Regions from separate parts of the Mus musculus genome. Here all the other regions are linked to region 1. A link is a contact called in public ChIA-PET, Hi-C, HiChIP or PLAC-seq, Micro-C and promoter capture Hi-C data. All regions are on one chromosome and are shown on one strand. The core of a region is the stretch at or near the end of the contact, and the rest is flanking DNA. Distances in the headings are between cores, read along the strand shown.

What was found. Promoter capture Hi-C pulls out the DNA fragments that hold promoters and counts their contacts. Hi-C and Micro-C count contacts between places; a contact is called where the count stands out from the background. ChIA-PET counts read pairs in DNA pulled down with a chosen protein or histone mark. HiChIP or PLAC-seq counts read pairs in DNA pulled down with a chosen protein or histone mark.
Region 2: a contact with region 1 is called in an RNA polymerase II ChIA-PET map of memory CD8 T cells, with 25 read pairs. The contact joins the promoter of Snx30 here to the promoter of Ecpas in region 1. A contact is called at or near these places in 2 of 39 promoter capture datasets (liver and pre-B cells), 2 of 484 Hi-C or Micro-C datasets (B cells and CD4 T cells), 2 of 115 datasets of contacts at active chromatin or transcription factors (memory CD8 T cells and pancreatic cancer cells) and 1 of 9 other capture datasets (adipose tissue).
Region 3: a contact with region 1 is called in a Hi-C map of B cells, with 10 read pairs. The contact joins the promoter of Inip here to the promoter of Ecpas in region 1. A contact is called at or near these places in 3 of 484 Hi-C or Micro-C datasets (B cells, CD4 T cells and Th1 cells) and 1 of 9 other capture datasets (liver).
Region 4: a contact with region 1 is called in a Micro-C map of embryonic stem cells, with 8 times the contacts expected there. The contact joins the promoter of E130308A19Rik here to the promoter of Ecpas in region 1. A contact is called at or near these places in 7 of 39 promoter capture datasets (the C10 cell line, the HPC-7 cell line, fetal liver and 2 more), 2 of 484 Hi-C or Micro-C datasets (both in embryonic stem cells), 2 of 115 datasets of contacts at active chromatin or transcription factors (cardiomyocytes and memory CD8 T cells) and 2 of 9 other capture datasets (adipose tissue and liver).
Region 5: a contact with region 1 is called in an H3K4me3 HiChIP or PLAC-seq map of embryonic stem cells, with 5 times the contacts expected there. The contact joins the promoter of Svep1 here to the promoter of Ecpas in region 1. A contact is called at or near these places in 6 of 39 promoter capture datasets (the 3T3-L1 cell line, 3T3-L1-derived adipocytes, embryonic stem cells and 2 more), 2 of 115 datasets of contacts at active chromatin or transcription factors (the NIH/3T3 cell line and embryonic stem cells) and 1 of 9 other capture datasets (embryonic stem cells).
Region 6: a contact with region 1 is called in a promoter capture Hi-C map of pre-B cells. The contact joins the promoter of Hsdl2 here to the promoter of Ecpas in region 1. A contact is called at or near these places in 8 of 39 promoter capture datasets (the C10 cell line, hematopoietic stem and progenitor cells, hippocampal neurons and 3 more), 2 of 484 Hi-C or Micro-C datasets (B cells and embryonic stem cells), 6 of 115 datasets of contacts at active chromatin or transcription factors (astrocytes, bone marrow-derived macrophages, effector CD8 T cells and 3 more) and 2 of 9 other capture datasets (adipose tissue and liver).
Region 7: a contact with region 1 is called in a Hi-C map of muscle stem cells, with 5 times the contacts expected there. The contact joins the enhancer-like site here to the promoter of Ecpas in region 1. A contact is called at or near these places in 2 of 39 promoter capture datasets (the 3T3-L1 cell line and cranial neural crest), 7 of 484 Hi-C or Micro-C datasets (the HL-1 cell line, cortical neurons, embryonic fibroblasts and 2 more), 5 of 115 datasets of contacts at active chromatin or transcription factors (astrocytes, bone marrow-derived macrophages, embryonic forebrain and 2 more) and 1 of 9 other capture datasets (embryonic stem cells).

What each region holds. Positions count from the first base shown.
Region 1 is chr4:58,911,141-58,914,724 of GRCm38.p6, reverse strand. It overlaps Ecpas (Ecm29 proteasome adaptor and scaffold), which reads left to right and starts at 1,976. Exons shown (of 49, transcript NM_172381.3): 1 at 1,976-2,249. The coding sequence starts at 2,228.
Region 2 is chr4:59,804,077-59,807,660 of GRCm38.p6, reverse strand. It overlaps Snx30 (sorting nexin family member 30), which reads right to left and starts at 2,011. Exons shown (of 9, transcript NM_172468.2): 1 at 1,436-2,011. The coding sequence starts at 1,591.
Region 3 is chr4:59,782,015-59,785,598 of GRCm38.p6, reverse strand. Inip (INTS3 and NABP interacting protein) reads left to right here and starts at 1,744. Exons shown (of 5, transcript NM_001013577.1): 1 at 1,744-1,871; 2 at 3,265-3,345. The coding sequence starts at 3,321.
Region 4 is chr4:59,624,583-59,628,166 of GRCm38.p6, reverse strand. E130308A19Rik (RIKEN cDNA E130308A19 gene) reads right to left here and starts at 1,956. Exons shown (of 4, transcript NM_001015681.2): 1 at 1,676-1,956.
Region 5 is chr4:58,204,575-58,208,158 of GRCm38.p6, reverse strand. Svep1 (sushi, von Willebrand factor type A, EGF and pentraxin domain containing 1) reads left to right here and starts at 1,563. Exons shown (of 48, transcript NM_022814.2): 1 at 1,563-2,316. The coding sequence starts at 1,783.
Region 6 is chr4:59,579,935-59,583,518 of GRCm38.p6, reverse strand. Hsdl2 (hydroxysteroid dehydrogenase like 2) reads right to left here and starts at 1,956. Exons shown (of 11, transcript NM_024255.3): 1 at 1,744-1,956. The coding sequence starts at 1,760.
Region 7 is chr4:58,267,429-58,271,012 of GRCm38.p6, reverse strand. It overlaps the pseudogene Gm30907. Among named protein-coding and RNA genes, the nearest start is that of Musk, 17 kb to the left of the region's middle. Within about 2 kb of position 1,927, at least 18 of the 459 cell types and tissues checked have an H3K27ac peak or open chromatin away from gene starts, as enhancers often do. A contact at or near this core is called in the HL-1 cell line and muscle stem cells, where this site is marked.

The DNA.
Region 1 (3,584 bases), core at 727-3,226:
CACATGCACGTCTGTTCCCCACACGCATGCAGTGCCCGCAGAGGTTAGAAGGTGTCAGTCAGATCTTGTGGAACTTGAGTTACAGATGGTTAACTGCCATTTGGACCCTGGGAAGTGAACAAGGGTCTTCTGGGAGAGCAACCATGCTTCTAACCACTGAGCCATCTCTCCAGCCTCTATCCTTGCCATCTCTGAACACCTAAATAGATAAAAAAAAGACCCTTAGCCAGCCTTTCATGACATTTAGAGTGTTTTACTATAGAGTACAGAACTAGGAGAGTTCGTATGCATCAAACGGCTGACAAGTTTTGAATCCTTTCTGAGGAGTAGTGGACAATGGTACTGGGAGGGGTGGAGAGACATTTCTGTACTTTAGTATTGTTTATAAATGGTCATTGCATTTATTTTGGAAGAAATGCCAAACCAAAGAGCAAGAATGTCCACTAAAAAAGCACTGAGGCTCAGAGCACTATACAAATCTAGTCAGTTTCAAGTCCCCAGGAGGGAGAGGGTGGAGTTAGTCTGGAGTTAGTCAATCTGGAGAGTAGGGTGAGATTGGGGATATGGGAATGGGGCTGGGGAGAAGGTACATATACTATTAAGTCATTAACAAATGGTAATGTAGTTCTTCCAATTAATAGTGAAAGTGTTTGTGGGGGTTGAAAACATTTACCCAGAACCTGGACTCCACCTGTGTTTGCTTTTCTGTCACTGTGACAAGTTTATGACCATTTAAAATGAGTAAAAAAACAAAACTGTATTTGGCTCACAGTTTCAGAGGTGTGGTACATGGTCACTTGGTTCCATTGCTGTGGACTTGAGGTGGGGCTGGACACGTGGCAGGGTGTGTGTGATGAAATAAAGCAGCCCCTCTCACGGCAAACACGAAGCAGACAGCAATGACAGGAAGAGGCCATTGCAACACAGTCCCTAAGAACACACCTCCAGTGATATACTTCCTTCAGTTAGCCCCACCTCCTGCTTTTCCATGGGCAATGGAGCTGTGCAATCAGTATTAACCTCTGATTAGGCCAGACTCTCAGGATCTAATTATTGTCCCAAAGTCCAGCATTAGGCAAAACAAGCAGCAGGGAAGGAGTGTGTGTGTGTGTGTGTGTGTGTGTGTGTGAGAGAGAGAGAGAGAGAGAGAGAGAGAAAGAGAGAAAGAGAGAGAGAGACCATATCCAAGTTTTATCACTATGAACCAAACTGAACCTGGGGCTATACATGTGTGCAGAACTAGGTCTTGAAGCATCAACAAATTCTACATTTAATAATTTTTCTCTTGGGTGTGAGATGGGTGAGGTAGCTGAACTAGGAGGAAGGACTCTTATTTTTATGATAATGACAAAGATAATGTAACTTTCTTTGTAAATGTAAAATTAATACAGGAAGTAACATGGTCAGTGTTTGTTGCTATCTCGTACTTGCCTAAGTTACATTGGGAGCCGCATGTATTCAAATTTCAAGGCATTATCTAGGGCCCTAGGGATTCCATTTTGCGGGAATATATGCAACTTCAGTTCATTTAGGGTCTCGATTATTTTCTTTTCCTCTAAAAATGTCTTTGATCTGGCACCTAATTTCTTTCTTTTTTTTTTTTTTTTGGTTGTTCTTATAGTAACCATATAAGCCCTTGATTTGAATTCCATTTTGCAGCTGTACACGACCTCATGGACCAACGAGAGGCTTAAAGTTAAAAGTTGGGATTGCCACTAAACTCGGGTTAAGAAGAAGGACTCTAAAGCACGTCTTGGTAGCTCAAATATCGTGGTTTCCGGCCCTTCCCTGGCTCGCAGCTCGCTCGGGAGGCTAACGTTAGGGGAGCATCCCCCAGGGTGAGCCCTCGGTGCAGGTCCCTCTGGGCTTTAACTTCGGGGCTGCTCGGAGGCCCGGCCTGAGTCAGCGCGGCGGCCGAGAAGTTGGGCGCGAGGCGCAGGGCGGGGCTTCCTCCTCTTCCTCCTCCTCCTCCTCCGATTCGAGCCCCGCTCTACTTTTCCGAGTCCGCGTCTCTTCCTCCGTCCGGGCGCGTGTTCCTCCAGCTCCGACCAGGCGGACGTGACAGCCGCAGACCTTTAACGCCACAGCCCGGGGCGGGGAAGCTCTCCGCGGCAGCCAGGACAGCCCGGCTCCGCTCGGCCGCACGCAGGCTCCTCCGGAGCGGCCGCGCGTCTCCTCGGGCCCGGCCCGTCCTCCACCTCGCTGGGTCGCCGCAGCATCCCGGGCTATGGAGACCGGCTCCGACTCAGGTCAGAGGCCGCGTGCTTGCGTGCGGCTGAGGGAATGAGGCTCAGGTCCAGGGGTTGGCCCGCCGCGTCTGCGTCTCCCGCTCCGCGCCGGGGAAGCTTGGCGGCGGCAGGTGGGCAGGACGCGGCGCGAGCGAGGCAGCGAGGGCGGGCGAGCGGGCGCGCGAGGGGCCGGCGGAGGCGGAGGGGGAGGGGGGAGGATGGCTCAGCTCTTTCTAAATATAAGAGCCGGCGTGAGGCTAGCAAGCCGGGCGCCGAGCCGAAGAGCCGCCGCGCGGTCACTCGGCCGCACGGGCGGCAGCGGCTCCTCCGAGGCGCGAGGCTGAGAGGGAGCTCCCGAGTCGCGAGCTCGCGAGGCGCGGCGAGAGCGACGCTCGCAGCGCAGAGGACGCAGGCAGCGGGCGGGCCTCGAGGGCGCAGCGCGGCCCGCGTGAGAGACCCGAGGCGGCTCCGGGCCCCTGCGGCACGGCGCGGCGCGGCGCGGCACCGCACGGCACGGCACGGCGACGGCCGCGAGCCCCCCTCGCCGGCCGCCCGCCCGCCCCTCCCTCGCTCGCTCCCGGGCGCAACATGGCTGCGGCCGCCGCCTCCGCCTCCCAGGACGAGCTGAGTAAGTGCGGCGCGGAGCCTGCAGCTGGGAGCGGGATTTAACTCCACGCAGGACCGGGGCTGGGCCCGGCCAGACACGGGAGGCTGGGGGGGCGCGGGGCCGGGCAAGTGGGTGTGCGGTGGTCTCGGCACGGGGCTCCGGGGCTCAGGCCTGGCGGGAGGGCGGGCGAACAGGCGCGGGCCGCCGCCGCGGGCGCTCGTAGGCCGCAGGTTTGCAATGTCACGTCGTGAAATTGAAACCAGAGCCCCGGGCTTAGCTACCCCTGCTCGAAATCTGCTTCGGCCCGGGCTTTGGGGGGATCCCGGGCCCCTGGCTTGCTACCGGAGCTGGCGCGCGGCCTGTCGCCCCCAGGTCGGACTGTGTCCACCCGTCCGTTCCGTCAGACCCCCCGCATGTCCCTTGATTCTGACTGACGGGCGAATTCTGGACGTGGAGCTTTGGGGAAGGGGAGAGGGTTGCCTTTCCCGCACCTCCAAGGAATCGGCAGAAAGGTCACAGATGGGAGATGACTTTCAGGTTGAAGCTGTAAAGGCCAATAGGGCCGCTGTTAATGGCAGAAAAACAAAACAAAACAAAAAACAAAACGAGGGTGACGGAGCTGTCAGAAAGGAGAGAGTCCCACTCCATGCCAAGCGTTGCGATTTTCCAGGGGATGACGATCCAAGCTCGCTGGGAGCAGTGGTCGCCCTTAATGCCAGGCCGCCCAGCCTGCTGCCCGTGTTCCACTC
Region 2 (3,584 bases), core at 762-3,261, 890 kb before region 1:
CATTTTCGGGTGCTAAATTCTGAAGTGATTTCTTACACAGCAGTAAGGAAATAATTCAATTTCCTTCAGAGAACTGAGAATTAACCTTAGTTCCCATTCTACATCCATTCAAAATCAATGTCTCTGCTAATAATAAGAAAAAAATTATCATTCAGGCATTCAATGATCACTCTTTGAATGTCAAACATAAGGGAGGGTTTGCAAGCTGCCTATGTTTTCACATAATCTTAAAATCTATAAAAAGCAATGACCACAGAGGTACCAGTGTGAACGCAAGAACATATTTTGAGCTGTTCAATGTATCCATTTCATTAGTTTAGGCTTTATAAATCCCTATCACTTCCCGGTCATTCTGAGAGCTTAGGCCCAGCAAGTCACACTCTCCCATAGGAAATGTTACCTCCCACATGCCTTTCCCATCTAAGAGAAGAAGTAAAGTTAAGTCTCCCAATTCCACTCATTCCATTAATACTACGGAAAGGAAGAATTCATTTACTATTTTAATAGGAGGAAGAGACCCTGATCTCAAGTGCTAAGAACAATTGGAATGTCTGCAACTCGTGACTAAGTGGCAGCAGGAGCGCAGATACAATCGCTGCTCAAAATCCTGGTCACAGCTGAAATGGAGATGGGGGCGGGGAGGGGGGAGATGCAGTCTCTTCCTCCTCCCCACGGGACTTTGCTGTCTCTCAAAGCAGCAGGAGAGTATAGCAAAACGACCAAGAGCCTCCCTCTGCACAAAGAAGGTCAAAGGGCGAGCTTGCTTTCCGTCAACCACAAAACCAGCCACTGCCAAACCTAATCAATGTGGTTCGCTATAAGAGGTGAATGAAGCCCTAGACAGAAAACCAGAGACTCTCCTCTAGCCGCCGCTGAGGTCGGAGTCAGGTGACTCCTGGGGCAAACAGCAAACCTAAACAAAGATCACTCCCCACATGACCGACTGGGGAGAAGATGAGCAAGGCTGCTCAGACCCACCCCGGAAAACCATTAGCCATTAACTCTTGCTTTTTTTTTTTGCAGTCCGGGGAAACTGGAGGCGCCAACAAGTTATTCCTATTCTGCAGCTCCTCTTCAAGGAATGCACCTAGAGGGGTGAGGGACCTCATTCTCGGGACACAGAGGCGAAGTACCGCAGCACACGCCCCGGGTCCCCACATGCTTGCTGCAACCCGAACCCCTCCCCACCAGCTGTCACCCGCGCTCGGGGCCACTCTCAGCCAGGGAAAACACATGCCCTCTGGCCGCTTAGCCTGCAGCTGCGACCCCGCGGGGGCAGTGAGAGGACAGGCTTTGGCCAAGGGCTGTTGGGGCCAAAGCACGCCTAACCTCCGGGAAAGGGGCGCCAGGATGAGCGCGGCCCAGTGTCAGGGGTGGTCCTGGATCCATCCTCCTCCCGCTCCGCCCCAGGAGTCCCCAGCCCCAAGCGCCCCACCTTGTCACCGAAGCTGCGGGCCATCAGTAGGTCCGGGCTGGGCGTGCTGTCGCCTCCCACGGCCTCCTCGCTGCTGGAGCCGGCTAGCGGGTGCGGCATGTCGCGCAAGGACTGGGGCCCCGTGGACGGCAGGGCCTTGGGGGGCCCGCCCGCCATGGCGCGCAGCGCTCGGGACCCGGGCCGCCGCTTACTCCCGCAGCTCTCCGCCCCACTCGGCCCGAGGCCCTGCACTAGCTGGTGGTGGCAGCCTCCGCCCGATGCTTCTCCTGCCCGCGAGGCTGAGCTTTCCCGAGCGTTACACCACAGCTCCGTGGGCTAAGCCGCGCCAAACCCCAGCACCTCCGACCCTGCGCCCTGCTAGCAGCGCCACGCCGCCCACGGCTCTCAGCCCCGCCCCCGCGGAGCCTCTGCCCGCCGGGAGGGAGGGCGGGACGCAGGGTGGGGCGGAGCTTGAAGGAGGAGGCGGCCCGCCCCGCCCACCTCCCGGCAGGAAGTGCGCCCACTGGCAGCTTCGCTGGGGGCTCAGAAAGCATCAGTGTGAGTTAGGATCTTCCAGCCACACTGCACACGCAGAAAGAAATAAAAATGTGGAGCGTGTCTTAGTATCGTAAAGGGTTACGTGGCTCAGAGGAACTAGAGAACATCCAGTAGAAAAACTAGAAGGACATTTAAAGAGGCAGTGTGGTATGTCTTCAACTCCACACTGAAGTCCCCATACCGACTGGCTTCTGCAGCTAAGCGGGGTTTATGTAAGGCGAAACCTCAGAAGCATGAGCATCCGTAAATAGCGTGTGCTACAAATGATTTACGGTCCTGACGTGCACACTTAGCCAACCAGGTCTGCAAGAACCGTGAGGTCCTAGTTGTTTTTCACGCATTGATGGTTCCTATACTGGCCTCGGGCCGAACTGAATTCTCCAGAGCTTTTATTCGCTGCCATGGTGGAGATAGACTGGGCTTTACTTCCAGCTCTTTAAAGTATATCATTGTCCCCTTTTCCACTTACCTGTCACTGGCGCTTCAGTCTCGAAGGTCAAGTTAGAGGGTCATCTGCCCATCTAGCAAACACGTAAATACTGTGTGGGGCTCACTGTGAAGAAAGACATTTTTTCCAGTCCTTGAACTTCTTAGGTTTGTCCAGTTTTCCTGTTAAAAAATGGTGACAGGTTTTAACATTGGGATTCACAAAGGTCTCTCTCTATCTGTCACACTTTCTCTAAAAACAAAACATGTAGAATGCAGAATTGAAACCAACCCAAAATAACTACCAGAGTCTCATTTAACTTCAGTGGCCCCCTTCTGACGTAGTCCAAAGAGTTGAGCCCTTAGTACAGTATCCATTGTCTTTTATCTCCTCCAGAGCAGTCTGCCTTGGTTGGGAAAATAATATTGAAAGGGCACTAAACAGCAATTTTAAATGCTGTATCTGCCTCATGGGAGTGCTAGGGTCTGATCTCCTGAGTTGGGCAAAATTGTCACTTCATTTATATCTAGGAGCTGCCTAAAACTATTGCATACCCTATTATCTTCATTAAAGTAAACAATACAAATATAACTAGAAACGACTGATCTATAGATATCTGGCAGATCTTCTTCTTGAATATTGTTATTTATTTAAACAATTAGGCCACCTCAACATAATGGTGCTCTTAAGATTTCACAGAAGTAGGGCTGAAGAGATGGCTCAGTGGTTAAGAGTATTGACTACTCTTATAGAGGTTCTGAGTTCAATTCCCAGCAACCACATGGTGGCTCACAACCATCTGTGATGGGATCTGATGCCCTCTTCTGATGTGTCTGAAGACAGCGACAGTGTACAGTGTACTCATATAAATAAAATTTTTAAAACAACACTGCTTTTATACAGAACCTAGATTTGACAATGAGGTGAAGTGAAAGAACCAACTCCTCAAACGTTGTCCCTCTAACCCCTCACATGTGCACACAATAAAATAAAACTGTCTCCCAGCCTGCCAGGTAGGGAGAGGGACGCAGAGGGCCATCCATGAGACACTGTGGGACTCCCAGGCTTGAGGCCTTTGCTCAGTGTTAGGAGCTCCTCAAATGTTAACTCCCTTCCTTTGCCCTCAGGTTTTTCTCTCCTATTCTTATGAAACGACAACCACAGAATATCCTTAATTATATGATG
Region 3 (3,584 bases), core at 495-2,994, 870 kb before region 1:
TGTATCAAAACCCTGTCTCAACGGGGGTGGGGTGGGGTGGGGAATCACAATGAGCTGGTTCCAGAGGAATCCCTAATACTTTGACCCTTTAATGCAGTTCCTCACGTTGTGGTGACTCCAGACATAAGATTATTTTCTCTGCTGTTTCATAACTGTAATTTTGCTTCTGTTATGAATCATAGTGTAAATATCTGATATGAAGGATACCTTATATGTTATCCCTGTACACAAGTTGAAAACTGCTATTCTAGGGCAAAGACAATATTCAGAAGTTAAGAATTTGGTAGAGTTTTGGGGTTTTAGCTCAGCTCATTGCTGGATACAATGTAGTAACACCTCTGCTTCCCATATACAAATCACAGGAAGGCATAAACTAATGTAGAGCAAGCACCTAGCACGTGGAAAACATGCAACAATTTTTTTTTTCTGTGAACTAAGTAAATCTTTGGTATTGAACTTACTGTTTCAGTCCTGGACTGTGCATTGTAAACATTAGCAAACATCAATTATTATTTTAGAAATAAGGTTTAAGTAGTCAATACTGACCTTAAACTTGCTATGTTCCTTGTTCAAGCTACATACCTTGGACAAAAGATCCTCTTCCCACTAAATTCCCAAGGCTGGATTAAGAAGTATACACTACCATGCCCAATTTTATGTGGTGTGAGGTATCAAATTCAGGGCCTCCTGTGTCCTAGACAAGGACTCTACCAATTTAGCTACATCTCCAACATCCCAAATATTAATTAAGAGCACAGGTGCAAGTTGTGGAGAGTGGTTGATAATCACAGAACAAATACACCTTAAAACATATTTATGTCTTTTGCATTTCTGTTTATTTGTTTGTTTGTTTGCAAATAGGGTTTCTCTGGGTAGCCCTGGCTGTCCTGGAACTCGCTTTGAAGGTTGGCCTTGAATTCATAGAGCTATGCCTGGCTCTGCCCCCCCCCCCCCCCCCCCACGCCACCACCGCCTGGCAAACGCTTTTACGTCTTAAGGTAAACGTCTGGATTTAGCGTGAGGCTATGCAGCATAGGGTAACTTCCAGTAGCATCTTGGTGTGGCGTTCACTCTTTTGTTTGTTTGCTTTTGAGTCGGGGGTTTCTCTGTGTAATCCTGACTGTCCTGGAGTTTGCTATGCAGACCTGGATGGCCTCAAACTTCGAGAGATCCGAGATCCGTCTCTGCCTCCAAGAGTGCTGGGATCAAAAGCATGCCTCACTGCTCTCAGCCGACACTTTCATTTTTAAAATTCAGATTATGCACACTAGTGAAAACTTGTACCTATTTAGTGCTCACCTTGTGTATAATTATTGACTCAGACGGTAAACAACAAAAATATTCCTGGGATGGTTGTTAAAACCTGAAAGTGTGCTCAACCTCCCTCTGAAGCTCTACTGAAGTGGATTAACATCAGGGTTAAATAAATCCTGACAGACAGACAGACAGACAGACAGACAGACAGACAGACAGACAGCTAATCTCCTGCAAACCTGAAGGGGAAAAAAAAAGAATCAATTTAGGTGCTAGGGACCCTGCTCTATTCCTGCCAATCAGCGTTTGGCTCCGCCCCCAATTGTACGGCCTGCATCTCCCGTGAGCCTCTTCGACTGTCATTCTTCGGAAGGGAAACCCTTTCCGGCCGAAGAAACGCTTAAACTACGAATCACTTGGGGTAGCGTCCGTTGCGTCCAGTCGATAGGCGGGACTTCCGCTTCCAGGGGGCCCGTCAGTCAGGAGGCGGAAGTTGGTGCCGGCGGGAAGGTTGTAGCGCGGTGCATTGCTGCACTCTCGCCGGGTTCTGCGTGGGCGCGCCCCCCTGCACGGCTGCGACCGGACAGCGAGCTTTCTCCAGGCTCCTCGCATTCCGGGTAAGTAAAAAGGACTGGTGACGCCAAGAGAAGGGTGGCCCGAACGCTGGCCACGGGGCAGCGGCCTCGCGCGGCATAGTGTGCGAGGGTTTCTCACTTCCCGTTGGGTTTCGCCCACCCCGCGCGCGGGCGGGGACTCCTGGGTCACCCTGACCCTTTCTCAGGGTGGCCTTGATAGCCTTCGGTACGAGCTCGGCTTCGCCCATGCCGTGCTCCAGCCCCAGCCGTGGGAGACGCGAGTCCTTTCCACCCGGCATCTGCTTAGAGCTCGTGTCTTCGCTCAACAATAGTTCTCTACTTCCGCAATCCCGTTCGCGCCTTGTTTTGTTTTGAGTCAGGGTCGGGCTGTGTAGCCCTGGTTGGCCGGGTACTCGGGGTTCTTCTGCCTCATCTTCCAGAGGGCTGGAATTACCGCTATGCGCGGTCACGTTTTTAAAGAGCACATTTGTTAAATTAGTTTTCCTTCCCCCGCCCCCTCCATCCCCAATCCCGTGTGATTACTTGAATGAAACTCAAGGGTCGAGGAGTTTGTCTTGTGATTCCGGCGTGGCCAAATGCAAAACTTTTATTTCTAAACTTAGAGATGAGCAGGCTTGGGGTTGGAGAGGTGGCTCAGCCGGTAAGAGCACTTGCCCAAGCATTAGGGTCTGTGTTGGAATCTCCCGGCATCCATGGCCGAAGACAGACACCTGCACCCCAGAGCTGAGGGAAGGCAGAGACGGAGGATCGGTGAGGGTGGCAGCCTAGCTCCGGGCTCAGTGAGAGACCCTGTTTTCAAGGGAAGAAGGTAGAGAGTGATAGCACAAGGCATCTGATGCCTTTTCCTGCCCTGCTCACACATGCACCACACACACAAAGGAACCAGGAGTCCAGGTTTCCTTACTAGTTTTGTGACTGTTGGCCTCCACGTACATAAAAATGCTCATTAAAAAACATTTTTGGGGACACATCTTACACAATATATGGCGCAGAGTAGATACTTGTTAGGTTGGTTGGTTCTTTCTTTCCTTCTTTCTTTCACCAGCACAGCAAATGCTGGAATTTGTTTTTTAAATGAACGGAGAGTGCTTTTTATAGAATTTTATTTTTCTTCCTAGCACTGATTATGTGGATACTTTACAAAAGGTTGATATATTTGGTAAATACATCTTGATGATGTAAATTAAAAGTTATGCTAAATGTTGGTATTAACAACTTAAGTCCTAGAAAAAAAAAATGTTCATTTAATGAAGTGCATGAGGAATTTGCAGAGCTAAATTTCTGATTTAAGTCTGTGTTTTTTACGTGTATCTTTCTTAAGAGACTAAGAAACCAAACTCAGCCTAGCTGTTCTTTTTTGAGTCTGTAATTTAAGGCCAGTGCATTTTATGTGTGCACAAAAATTTTTTTACAGATGATTGTAAAGTCCTGATCAGTGGCCACTGAATATAATTGACCCAGAATAGGAAGATGGCAGCAAATCCTTCAGGACAAGGTAATGCATGCTGGGACTTCTGTTATTACTAGGAACGTTCTCCCATACAGTAAATATATTTGAGGTAGAGAAAATTTAGTATAGAGCAGTTACTGCATCCAGAATTATGAATAGCAAAGTGGAATCTCCCAATTTAAAATCAGTTTAGCACTGTATTAGCAACATATTTTTTAACATTACTAATTCTTTACTTTAACCTGTCAAGATTAGTGATTCACATCGTAAACTTTTTTCCTTCT
Region 4 (3,584 bases), core at 707-3,206, 710 kb before region 1:
ACCTGATCAACTATGGTAGAGGAAACTGCTTCTAGATATTCTAGATATCAAGTGTGTATAAATGTATATAGTCTGATAACTTATAAAAATTCGGTATACAATATCATTAATCTAATGTAACTGGGGCAAGAATCTAGGGTAAATTTTCCTCTCACAAAAAAGTCACTATTTTAAGCATATTAAATTCTTTTATGAAAAAAATAGGGTACTTGAATAAAAGTACATTGAATTGTATTTTTTCTTAAAATTTTAACAACTTAATAGAAATTTAAGGAGCTTTCATACCATAGTATTTTTCCCTTCAAATTTAGATTTTCTTTTTAAAGGAATCTTCCATTTTCTCCAAATGGCTGTTTAGTGCTCCTCAAAACTATTAAAAACAAAAACCATTTCCCGGTAACAGTCAGACTTATGTATGTCAATATGAATTCTCACAGTAGACAAAAATAAAGTTTCTAAAAGTGAGGAACAAACAGATTAACATAGTGCATAACCCAATACCTACATAGAAACGTGAGTCTGTGAAATGAATTTTATGAATGCTTAATGTACTTCATTTATTATTTGATCATTTATGAACACATAGCAACTGTTCACGAAGTAAGCCAGCTAATCAAATAAGAAAAAACAGAGCTACTACCTTCCACCTTTCAAAACACTATATCTAACGTACAACAACCCTACCCTTGGTTTGTACGCATGTAAGGAATAAATGTATCATGTAAAATAAGGAAATACCGCTGGGAAAAATCACTTCTAACATCACGTTCTCTTCATATGCTATGAAAAAAAAAAAAATCTCCTATCTTAAAACGGAAAACAAAGGTTTTAGCCTGCATGGAAAGACTATCATTGTTTTACTCTCTAATGCAAGCCCTACCATAAAAGCTGTCACTACATGACACTCCAATTAACTGTTTAGTAGGTAGACTACTCTATCGGTGATAATCCTAAGGACCACAAGAAAAAACTTTACTCCACAACTTCAAAACAATTTCTTTAAAAATATTAAAAAAAAAAAAAATCAGCCATGTTCGATTTTCTCCATTTAAGTCACTGCCTGACCTTTAACATTTTAAATTAAAGTCAGCCGTAAGAAAACCACAAACATTTTTTGTTTGTCTGTTTGTTTGTTTGTTTGTTTCATCTGATGTGTTTGTTGCTGGTCAGCTCAACCTCCTCTCTCCAGGACACTAGGTTTCTTGATCTATTTGATAACAAACCCAAATCACTGTGCGCAGCCTCAGATTGGGGGGAGCTTTTGGGAGAAAGCCCTCCTCCGTTAGAAACAATAAATAAGGGAGCAAAGCGCCGCACGTTCCTTTACACGCCCCACACGCACCTCCCGGTACCTCCGGACAACCAAGCTAGTCCGGCAGAGCCCCGAGGTGTCTCAGACTCTGCAACTAGCTAGGCAGACCGTTCCTCCTCCGTCCCGCCCTCCTGCCCAGCTCGGGGGACGCCGGCGCACCGACAGTCCCCGCCAAGACGCCGCCGGCCGCGAACCGGTGCGCGCCCCGCTCTGCGCCCGCAGACCCCTCCGCCCCTAGCGCCCTCCCGCCTCGCTGGCCCGGAGCAGACAAAAGGAAGGTTCTGAGGGTCACGGCGCGGCCGCCCACACACAAAGAGGCCCCGCGCCCGCGTGCTCCCCAGCCCCGCGCGGGCTCTCACCCACCTGCAGGTGTCTGTGCGTCTGTCCATAGGAACGCGGGCGGTGGGGCCTGCGGGAGCCCGGCGGCCCGAGCTGGACGGGGAGGGACGGCGGGACGGAGGGCGGCAGCACCACAGCCGGAGGCCCCGGGGCCGGAGTCGGTGAACCGGGAAGGGCGCCCCACGGGCTGCGCGGCGGGTGACGGCGGTGGTGCGATGAGAGGGGGGGGCGCAGGCGCCAGCCTGGCTCGGCCACCGGCGCGCGCCGCTCCGTGCGCCCCGGGCTCCGCGCGCCCGGCTTGGAGCGCGGGGGCGGGGCCGCGCGGGGCGGGGCCGGAGAGGGGCGGGGCGGGGGCTCGGACCCCAGCTTCAGCCGGCACCGGAAGCGCTCCTCAGGCGGCGGGACCTACAGGAAGTGTGTAGCGACGCCCGCGGAAGGCGCTCGACCCGCGGCGCTCGCTGCCCTGAGGGGGCGCGGGCCAAGCTCCTGTCAGCGACGCGAGCAGCCCGGAGCCGGCCGAGCTCGGCCCCCGTCGCTCCGACAGGTACAGAACCCACGCACGGTCTGTGCCACTTTCCACGCGTGTCCGCTGTCCTGGCCTCCGCGCACTTCAGCCTAAACACTTGAAGTAAGCAGAGCTTGATCGCGTTAGAGGTGTGTGACACCTCAGACAGAGTTGTGCCGGGTGGCCTGGGACCCGCAGTGTACTTACTCCATAGTGTCCTAATGTCCCACCGCATCGCATCCACACACACATCTAATAAACTGGAGTTCCCAGGGAAAAAAATAAAGAATAGTGCAAGGTGTTAAAGATTCTACACGCCTTAATAATTTATTTATTGCCTACCCATCAAACTTAATACCCTCATGACCTTAGGAAACTCTTTAATATGTCTTTTTTAGCAGTGGCTAAAAAAGTGGTTAAGAGCACTGGCTGCTCTTCCAGAACACCAAGTTGATTCCCGGCAGTATCTCACAACAGTCTGGAGTTCAGTCCCCGCGGTACGACAGAGCGGTGCAGACGTACATGCTGGCAAAACGACCACTAATAATAATAGTAGTAGTAATAGTAAAAAGAAGGAAGAAATGTATTGTCAGCTGACCTCTAGCTTCCACTGATTCAAAAGCTACAAATCTCATCAGTACCTGAAACTTGTAAATTTGGCCCACTTTGCTGTAATCCACCAACCTGCAGGCCTTGCCATTTGGTAATTGCCTTGATTTTATGACTTCCTTTTTTCTGTAAATAATAATAATAATAATAATAAAAGCTAATGTAACTACTTCCACAGTGGAGCATGTCTTCCAGGGTAATCTGAATCCATGTTGCTGGCCATCATTTGTATTTGGCTCAAGAGTAGACTCACTGAGCTCAGAGCTGTACTTTGGCATCTACACATTCATCCCACCCCAGGAGTGGGGCCGTTGTAACAGCTAAAACTCTCAGAGGTGCTCTGATACACAAGGCACTAAAAGCTACCTACACAGCATGGCACCACTGAGACAAGGCTGTGTGTTTAAAAACCCCTTTCATAGCACCTCCCAGATATGTCTGTGCCAAGCACTTAGTAAGTTGTTAATTCAGTTAGTCCTAGGAACGCTACAAAACTGGTGCTACTAACATTACTATTCTATAGAAAATTTGATACAAAATGTAATTTTTTTTATGTGTGTGGGGGTTGTTCTGCTTGCATGGATATCTCTGTGCCAGAGATGCCCTCGGTGCCTTCCCAGGCCAGTAGAGGGTGTCAAATGTCCTGGAACTGTAATTCCAGATGGGTGTGAGCTCCCTCCCGGGTGTTGGGAATCAAACCCAGGTCCTCTGGAAGAGCAACTACTGAGCCATCTCTCCAGCCTCACATTTTCAGGTACCTACTGAGAAGTGATATTGCAGTTCATAAGATGGTTGTAGTTTTAGTTTTCAGAAACTGAG
Region 5 (3,584 bases), core at 314-2,813, 710 kb after region 1:
GCGTTTATTGAGCACATGCTGTGTTCTGAACACATCCCTAAGAGTTTTACTATTTAATGATTTAATCCTTGATATGTTATTATTCCTCCATTTTCCAAATGAGCAAACTGACACAGCCAATAAATAGCACAGCCAGGGTTTCATTTCAGGGAAATTGATCCAAGAGCCCTGCCACTTGGGCCTGCACGCTCTGACACCTCTCATGTTGAAGGTAGTTGATTAAATAGAGTTGGAGTTAAACCACTCACTGCTGGAGAGCAGCGGAACTCTGGGGTCATTTGATTCCAAGGCAAAATAAAAGTAGACACTGGACCAAAGCCCAGAGGTGATGGGGGTTTACATAACTACGCAGAGTTCCTGATTCCTAGCTGGAATCTTTTAGGCAAGGGCTCTGCCTTTCATGTAATAAGTATGTGCTTCAGCGTGCACAGCTTTGAGGTCTTAATTGGAAAAATCACTCCAAGTAGCAGCTGGTATTCCAAAGGGTATATATGCCAGGACGATCTAATCTGTTGCATCAAATAAAAAGAGGAGGGTGTTAATATCACAGGGTGTCTACTTATAGTTCAAAATTTAGCATAAACTTCTGTCCTCATAGAAGGCTTGCCTGGCCTTGGCTAAAGTCAAGTTTGCCTTTGAAAGCAAGACAAACTTCTGTTTAAGCAAGGTCAGTTGTAATTTTGTGTGTGTGTATACATATATATATGTATATATACATACACACATATATACATATATATATATACATATGTGATACACATAAACATGTGTAATCATACATATTCGTTTCACGTATGAATATCAAGTTGATGGTGACATCACTTTTACCTGCTACAGGTTCCTAGAGGACAGGTCCATGTCAGTTTTCCCCTGCTCGTGTTACCTATAGAGCATCGCAAGCTGCTACGTGGAGGAAAGAATGAACAATACAGGAATGATTAACCGCGGGAAAGGTGAACGATAACTCTGCGTATGTGATGCGCACGGGTGGGCCCCACCCACTTCAACAGCCTGAGATCTGAACAGGTTCTCAGGATTCTGCACCACTCACCAGACAGACCCTTCAGGAAAGTTATGCAAATATCCACTTTGGGAGGCTTAGACACGCATCCCCACCCCACCCCACCCCCCAAGAGTGGAATGAACCCCAAAAGGTGAGCAAGCAGTTTTCAAAGCATGCTTTCAACTCTGCCAGCCCCGCGTGTGTGTTTTCTTCTCCAGTGTTTCCAATTACTGTGGCACTCTCGGTATCCACATCCATCTCCAGCGCATTCCTCCGCAGCTCCTTGCCAGACATATGGGATCAATCAGTGAGCTTGTGAGGGAATGTTGACAGCATGACAGGCGAGGGGTTCTGGTGTCATGGAATCTCCAAGAGTCTTTAGCTGGATCCCAGGCAAGAGAGAGGGGGGAGGAGAGAGATAGAGGAGAGATAGGGAGAGGAGTGGGAAAAGGAAGGAGAGGACAGACAGAGAAGGAGGGAAGCGACTCTGACTTCACTGCCCCCTTCCTTCAAACATTTTATAGGCTTCGGGAGAGAGAAGGAGGAGGAGAGAAACCAAATAGCCGAGAGTCAGAGGAGCACATCCCTCCAGTCCCTCCCGAGTCCCCGAGCTGCCAGAGGAGTCTGGATCGTGTCCCCAGTGTCACATGCAAGGACGCTGAGGTTCGCGGTTGCTACCCCGGGTCCCCTCCGCTTAGTCCGGGAACCTTGGCGCCTCTCTGCGCGCTCGGGGACTGTCGCCTTGCACTCCCCGGGGCCACCGCTCGGTCCCCAGCGGGATGTGGTCGCGCCTGGCCTTTTGTTGCTGGGCTCTGGCACTGGTGTCAGGCTGGACCAACTTCCAGCCCGTGGCCCCTTCGCTCAACTTCAGCTTCCGCCTGTTCCCCGAGGCCTCTCCGGGGGCTCTGGGCAGACTGGCGGTACCTCCCGCGTCCAGTGAGGAGGAGGCAGCAGGGAGCAAAGTGGAGCGCCTGGGCCGCGCGTTCCGGAGCCGCGTGCGGCGACTGCGGGAGCTCAGCGGCAGCCTGGAGCTCGTCTTCCTGGTGGACGAGTCGTCCAGCGTGGGCCAAACCAACTTCCTCAACGAGCTCAAGTTCGTGCGCAAGCTGCTGTCCGACTTCCCCGTGGTGTCCACGGCCACGCGTGTGGCCATCGTCACCTTCTCATCCAAGAACAACGTGGTGGCGCGCGTGGATTACATCTCCACCAGCCGCGCGCACCAACACAAGTGCGCGCTACTCAGCCGCGAGATCCCGGCCATCACCTACCGCGGTGGTGGCACCTATACCAAGGGCGCCTTCCAGCAAGCCGCGGTAAGACCCCCACACACCCAGGCCAGCGGCCTGGGGCCCCTCCTGCCCACCGCTGCCAACCCCTTCTCTAGCCTGGTTCAGCTCCTGCAAGGCTTAAGGTGTCCAAGGGGAGCCAGCGTCCCAAGAAGCACAAATATGACCATTCTCCTGCTGCCCTAGTGAAGGTCCAGACTGAAATGGGTTTTTAAATGCTTAAGGAGGTGTCACATTTCTTAAAGGGTTCCTTGAGGGACCCTAGTAGGAAGGGACCTTTAAGCTCACTTAAGTTTGTGAGGAAACTGTTTATACAAGCTGAAACAGGTATGGTTAACAAATATTTGTGAAGATGGGACATGTAATGAGCTGAGGACAGTCCTAATTCTTTTTCATGACATAGACTTCGTAACTTTGCTTCCAGACTTTAATTGTTTACTAGTTTGTGATAGGCTCTCTCGTGTTTCCAAGACTGGTCTCCGACTTACAACACAGCAGAGCGTGTCCCTGAGTTATGATCCTCCTGCCTCCACCTCCCAAGCGCGGGGATGACAGCCATTGGCCACCATGACTTTATGTTCCAGGTCTTCCTAAACAAATGCTTAGCATATGACAGAAGTAATGTAATTTATATTACTTTTATAAAAATGAGTCTTTTTCCTAACTACAAAGTAATACAAAGTAGGTCATAATTTGGAATACTGAGAAATATTTAAGGCAACCCATCAAGTCAATGTTTGTAGAATAAATGAAACAAAAGAGAATGGGGAATCCGAATAATCTCTTTATCCTTAAAATTCCAGCGGATATACAGTTGAATGTTGTCCAGTATGTTACTCATATGTTATTTCAACAAACTTGCTAACCTACGGTTTTGCAGCCTGCATTCTTCAGCTGTTGAATATGATCAAATGTACATTAATTCATGGTATCCTGTGGCATGACAGTATTGGCTCCCCTTGGAACTGCAGTTACAGGCAGTTGTGAGCTGTCATGCGGAAGTCGGGGTGGGGGTGGGCTGGCAGTGGACTTCAGGCAAGCCATACCTGAGAAAGTCAGTGCTCTTAACCACTGAGCCCTATCTCCAGCCTCATGACAACTGAGTGCTGAGAACTGCTGTGTGGGGAGCACACATTCGTGCCTTTTAAATAAGGAGTTTAGGAAGCCCTCTTTGACTGCTTCTTTAGGAGGGCTTTCTAAATTCCTTATTTAGTAAAATACATGAACATTTGAAAGGTCTTGGTCCACATTGCCACCTCCTCCATTGGAGAGTTGTATAAATTTACATTCTCCTG
Region 6 (3,584 bases), core at 707-3,206, 670 kb before region 1:
GACACATAGAGGGATAGTAAAGCCAGGCATGGTGGCACAGACTTTTAATCCCAGCACCTAGGAGGTAAAAGCAGGCAAATGTCTGTGAGTTCAAGGCCAGCCTGGTTCAAATCACAAGTTCAAAGACAGCCAGGTTTACACTCAATTCTTTTTTTAAATAGTTTTTAAAAAAGATTTATCTATTACTATTCATTAGTACACTGTAGCTGTCTTCAGATGCACCAGAAGAGAGTGTCAGACCTCACTATGGATGGTTGTGAGCCACCATGTGGTTGCTGGGATTTGAACTCAGGACCTTCGGAAGAGCAGTCAGTGCTCTTAACCGCTGAGCCATTTCACCAGCCCCGTTTACATTCAATTCAAACCAAAATAAAACAAAAGAATAATAATGGAAGCAAAGATAGAATAAAACACCACCAAGAAAAAGATAACAAACAGCTGGAAATGACTTAATATCCAACAATTGGAAACAGGTTAAGTACATAATGGTCTTCAATAATAGTTTGCAACCATTAAAGAGGACAAGGACAGGCTCATGCCTTTAATCTCAACTCTGGGGAGGCAGAGGCAGGAGGAACTCCCTGAGTTCAAGACCAGCCTGGTCTACAGAGAGAGTTCCAGGATAGCTAGGGCACAGACAAACCTTGTCTCAAAACAACAACAACAAACAAAACAAGAGGACAAAGACAAGCTGTGTGTACTGGAAACCTAAGTATGTGCCAAGACATGTCAGGTAAAAACAGCAAGCCCAAAATGGAGTTTGCTACTATTTTCTAAAAAGAAGGTATCCCTGTAAGGTATACAAAATATGTTGATAAGTACAAAAAATACAAACAGAAAGAAACTGGAGTTTTAAAGAGACTTATACCCTTTTGAACTATTTAAGTCTTTTAGCTGTCTATATGTGTCAAACTAATTACAGAATGGGCTTAACTTGTCACTCTGCTTAAGATAAACTTTATAGAACATAGTGGACCTACCTGAGTTCAGCAGGAACCAAGGGCAAGAAGAATCGGGAAGAACATTGTTTAATGGGTATTTGTTTTGATTTTGTAAAGTCCTGGTGACTGGCTGCACAATTGTGTCTCTATATAAGTGGGCTTGGGGGAGGGGGTGTAGACAAGGTTCTAACTCTGTAGCGTTTGCTGACAGAGTGAGCCTAGCACACTCACTATGTAGACCAGAACAGCCTCGAATCAATAGATCTTCTGACCCTGCTTCTGAGTGCTGGCATTAAAAGCAGGCGCCACCGCACCTGGCTAGGCTGGGATAAATATACTTCATTTTTAAGTAAAATAAATAAATAAACCCCTTACCAGAAATGTTCGTATTGTAACATTTTAACTCGCTACTAACTTGAAAACCATTTTCAAAACACCATTCTTCTATTATTCTACAATCAAGCATACAAACAGAAAATCTGAAGTCACTGTCTCAAGCGACCTTTCGCCTAGAAGATGAAAGCAACATTGTCACCAGGCCAAGCTAAAGGCGAGATGGGGCTACAACGGGTCGTCGGGGACACCTACGCTCGCGACCTTTCCCCGTGGAGTATCTGACACCACTGCCCCTTGCAGTGTACAACTTTTGAGTCTCAGTAGTACAGAACTTTGGGTTCTCGTGCATGCGCAGGTCCCAGCGACTCTATCTTTCCGCGAACCGGTGTTCCAGAGCGCGCGGCTCTGGGTTGCGCCGGCGACCTGCCGACTGGCCCCTGACCCCATCCCACCCCCGTCCTCTTACCCAGTGTTGGGCAGCATGACCTTCGCAGTTCAGAGAACTTGGTGGCAGTGGAACAGCAGCGAGCTGTGAGTGACAGGCGAACTTTCTCTCCGCATTTAGCCGCGCCCCGGGCCCCGCCCCGAGACCCGCTCGGGGACCGGCCCTCCTACAAGACCGAGATCCTACAAGACCGAGAGCTTACAAGACGGTGTGCGCCTGCGCACACCGGGCACTGGGCGGTTCTTCCCGCAGTTCTACAAACGACACCCAGGAAACCAACGCTCTGCGCAGGCGCTTTGGAGTACACCTCCGCCCCGCCCCTTTCCCGAGTCTGTAGGTGACAATCAGTTTCTCCTGTGGGCCACTGGCGTGTCTAGAGCATCATTACTACGTAGGCTTTTCCTCCTCAGCCTAGGTTCGGCGCATCGACGGCTCCCAGCCAGCCAGATGGCGGATTGAGGGGCGCTCCGGGGACTGACTTGAGGGTGCTGGGCGTCGTTTTCCCCTGTCTGTCCCCGAGCCAAGGCGCTCTCTCCGAAGAACACTTGTAGACATCTGAAAAATGCTTTTTGCAGAAGCCGGTCACTCTCATTTTCGCTGCCACTGAATCTAAATTTAGCCTGACCTCCAGTGTCTGGAGACAGGAGTTTCTGGAAGAGATCTTTGCAAAGGTCTCCCGCAAGCGTTCATCGTATGATCCGGGCCACAGAAATCAAGGTTGGAGAAGGAATCCTCAGTCCTGGAATGAATGCCGGAATGAGGTCGAGTCTGGGATTCAGTTTCGTTCTTGGAGTTATACCTAACTGAGCTACCCAGGAAATGAAATTGTTTTGTATTTTGTAGCGGGAGAAAAAGATGCTAACGAGGTTGTTATCTAAAGCTTAGTTCAGAAAACAACTTAAGACAGGTAGGTATATACTCTCCTAATTGTCAAACTTGCTGGATCTTTTGGAAGAGCAGCCAGTGCTCAGACAAGAGAAACCTGCACATCAAATCCTACACTCTCCTGACCCTGCGCAGCTAGAGCAGTTATTACTCCCTCCCTCTCCCTGACGATACCCCCACCCCCGCGGGGGGTGGGGAAAGGCAAATGCCAGCCTTGAGAACAAAAGAAAAGCAGCATACCCTAGCCTCCACGTCACTTAAACTCGACCCCTTTTGATTAACAACCAACATTTCTCACAGTGCAGATGGCTCCTTGCTGTTGAAGGAAACCGAAGCCAATACCCTTGAAATGATAATAGCCCACTCTTAGACTATGAAAAAGAGACAAACGTTCCCAGACAGCTGTGGCCGGTTGTAAACATATCAGAAGCGGTTCTGATAGCACAAGTTACTCTTCCCAGGTCAGAAAGGTACCTTTTCAGCTACACGGTTCTGCCCTGCTGTCTGAACAAATGTTATCAGGTTTAAAGGACAGCATTCCTTTACCCTCTCCTATATTGCCAACACAAAAACCCGCTTGCGGGTTTTTTTCTTTATAAACCCCCTTTACTTAGGCCTGGGGGTTCACTCTTTCCTGTTCTGTCAGGAAGGTTGGTGGCCCAAGCTCGAGCTTAAATAAAGACCCTCATGCGATTACAGTGGGGTATGATTCCTGGTCCTCTCCTTGGGATTTTTACAATCTGGGCACAACACTCTTAACCAGGGAACCATCTCTCTAGCCCTAATTAAATATTCAAATAAAAACGTATTATTAAACTGTGGCTGTTTACCCTTTTATCACCTTGACCATTAGCTATTGACACGTGAGTTTGTAACCTATAATAATGATTATTGATGATTCTAGAAGAGTGTACTTATTCAACAAATATTAGTACCTCTTAAGTGAGAAGAAACAGCAGGTAGAAAGGAACAAAATC
Region 7 (3,584 bases), core at 678-3,177, 640 kb after region 1:
TTCAGCTTTACAGAAACAGGGCACAGTGGGGCACATGCGCAATCCTAGCAACAGGAGGTGGAAACAGGAGGATCAGAAGTTCAAAGGCATCCTTGGCTTCCTAATACGTTTGAGGCAATCCTGAGGTCCATGAGACCTTGTCTGGGAAGTAATAGGCAGGTTGTAAGGAGGGAAGAGGGGAGAGAGGACAGTGTCAGAGAGGTGTGCTGAGAACACATGGGAGTCTGAGGATGCTCACACAGATTGGCGTTTGAGCTGAGAAGTCAACTAGGCACATAGGAGGTCAGGAAAAGGAGTATTTGGGGAAGAATCCCAGGAAGTGGATTCCATAGGATGCAGGGATATGAGAGCTATTCTTGCATGATTTTTCTTTCATTTTGTGCCTTTTTGTGGCTGCCAAGTGAAAGCTATATGCCGAAGGGTGCAAAGGAAAAAAATTAAAAGGAACAGACAGAATCACTTTGCATGCCTCATGGGTTATTCTCAGACCTCATGATATCATCTCAGGAGTGGAACACCTGCCTAATATGTATAAACTTCTGGGTTCAATCTCCAACAACAACAACAACAACAAATTAGAAAAGATAGAAGCAAGTTTTTAATTATGTGTAAATAAGTAAACAAAAATCTAAAGTTTCTAATGCAGAAATTCACCACTGCTATAGTGTGTTGTGTGTGTGTGTGTGTGTGTGTGTGTGTGTGCACAGACATGTAGTTTTGCTCCTAAGTCTCCAGGCCCTTCACCCTTCCACTTTCAGGACCTGCTATGGCATCAAGACCCTGTCTATCATTAATGATGCTGCAGCTTCCAGATTCTACTTTCCATGTAACTAAAGCATATCGCATGATCACATGACCAGGATGAGCCAATGAGATTCTTCATGCAAAAACAAAGCAAAATGTTGCTTTAGGGTTCATTCATCATGGCGCATGGCAGCAGCAGCAGAGTCTGAAGGATCAGCCATGGTGACAGGAAGTCACAGGGTCCAGCAGCTCCTGGGCTGAACTTGAAAAAGTGCCTCCCAGCCATGACCTTGTTTTTCACTCAGATTTCTAGTTTACGTATTTAGGCTTGTGGTTGATTTCTAGAGCTTCACACTCTTCTAGAAAATTCCTCATAGCATACATTAGATAGAGCTGGTGTTGGTTGTTGACAGTGAGAATGACAGGCAACAAAAGGGGCGTTTTGGGGGGGTTGTTTTGATTTGAGCTCTACCTGATGCTGTACTTTGTACTGTCCCACAAACAGAGTTTTCATAGGCATAAAAAGTTGTTACCATAACTCCTCACGGCCCAGCACTGGGTTCTCCCAATGTGAAGTTCAAGTGATTGGCATTTAGCTACCAAGTATCATTATTTTATAACACCATGTATTGTGCCCACTCATTGGTCCCAGGTGATCTCCCAACAGCCTCCTGGGCATCAACCATGTTTTGCATTTTTAACTGAGACTTCACAGAAATCTTAAGCTCCACCATTGAGTTTGGTCTCATCATGGCTTACATGCTGGGCCTTGCACTACATCTCACAGCTGAGCCAACTTTAAAATGTGACCTATTTTATGGTGCAGTACAAGCCAAGGCCTCTGAGTCCTTAATATGGGGTGGGTGGGTTGGTTGGTTGGTCTAACATTGAATGTAAGTCAATTGTAGCTTGCACACGTGGGTGTCACGTGGCCTTAGCCAGACCCTGTCAGGGCTCAAAGAGGGTCATGTTTGATTTATGTGTTCTTGATAGCACCTAGCTTTTTATTTGGATTTAGAGATAGCTTTAAACACATCAATCAAATGAGCTGTTTTAAAATCTTTCTTCTCAGCTGTCCCTGGTGCCAGATTGTCTAACAAATAGAGGCATAGACAGATGTAATTTGTGGCTGGTGGAGACAATTCTGTGTCATGCAGCAGGCCAGCTGATGGCACAATCCACAGCCTAGTCCATGCCTGACTCACAGGCAGTAAGTAGACTTCTAACTCATACCCAGATGGACGTTTAACTCCCCCACACATCAAGTAATGAAGGTTTGCCGCAGAAGATTGATGTAAACATTTGTTTGAAACTTGACAGTTGAACTTGGCATTGTATGATAACACACTTTTGCATATCACACTGTTCTTACTGGATTAAAAACTGATGTCTATGGTAACTTGCAAAACAGAACTTGGGCAAAATAATAAGCAGGATATGTGATATCTCATGTATGTACCAGAGACACATAAACAGACACTCCAGTCCCAAACACTTCAATAGGATTACAGTGTTTCTCTCATGATAGCAGGGTGAGAGAATAACCAGGATTTGTGTGCAAATAAAGCTCAGACATAAACATCAGGAATGAGATAGCCCTGGTTTCTAACAGAATTTAAGGATAAATATTTGTTACAGGGCTTATAACTGGCTACTCACTACAGTGCACAAAAAGCTTATTTAAAGTAACTTTTTAAAAAAGAAAATGGAGAAAGACTGTTTTAACAGGAAGAACAGAGGGTAGGAAAACTATAGAGTGACAGGAAATCTCTTTCTCAGAGCTCAGAAAGCAGCAAATACTGACCCTCACTATGGAAATGAGGTTTCTTCGGGTTGTTGCACTTTGGGATATGAAGCACAATGAAGAGCTACTTCTGTGACAAGGAGCCTGGCACTGACCAACTACTAGTGACTAGAGGAATGCCTTATTTCCAATGTTCTTTAGTTTCATCTTGACAAGGAAGTTAAACCCAAAGCACTCATAGCCCCCAGTCTTCCTGGCAGGTCCTGTAGGGTGCCTGTGTGCTTGATTGGCAGGGTCTAGTACAGCCTGAGGGCTCGGTCCTATCCAGATGTGTCAAAGTTTTATTAGGAACACCTGGGTCCCTAGGACACCCTACTGGGTTACCAGGAAATTTGGGTAGGAATGGGTTGGTAACCTTCATACTTTACAAAATCAGCGCTGCTGATAAAAGAAGTGAAACTTTGAAAGGCTGGAGTCCTGCACCTGTCCTGGTCGCTATTAGCTAGCTGCATGGGAACAGCCAAGAGAGCTGTCAGGAGGCCTGTAGACCTAAGCCAGCTGTGCCCCATGGGGATTTAGAGCACAGCTGTGCACGTGCCTAAATTCCATTTCTCAGGTGGCGTAAGTAAATGTCTCTGAAATATGCAGCATGACCTGTGGGTACCACTCTCTGTCTCTCTGCGTATGTAGTGCAGCAGGCGTCAGAACCTTCTTAGGGAGCCTGAAGTGAGGACCAAGGTCTTAGGTGAGGTCAGGGTCCAGTTGTTTACTGGGATTCCAGTATTCGCATGAGCCCATGAATGTGGTACGAGGACGGTAGAAAGTGGGCTGGGGATGGTTGACAAGTTTGTTTTGCCAGGAAGGAGGTGGTGTAAGGGGACATGCTTAGCTCTGTGACTGCTCTACCAACCTCCTTTATCCCAGAGGGACACTCGGATCCAGAGGACACAAGCTAAATGGGACATCAATTGACCTGATTCACCTTTAAAAACTAAAATTAGAAAACTAAGTGTTCTAATGATAATTATTGTTATCAATGGCATGAACAGGGCCTCATTTATAGGCGGAGATAGTAGAAATATTTGTTTGCAACAGG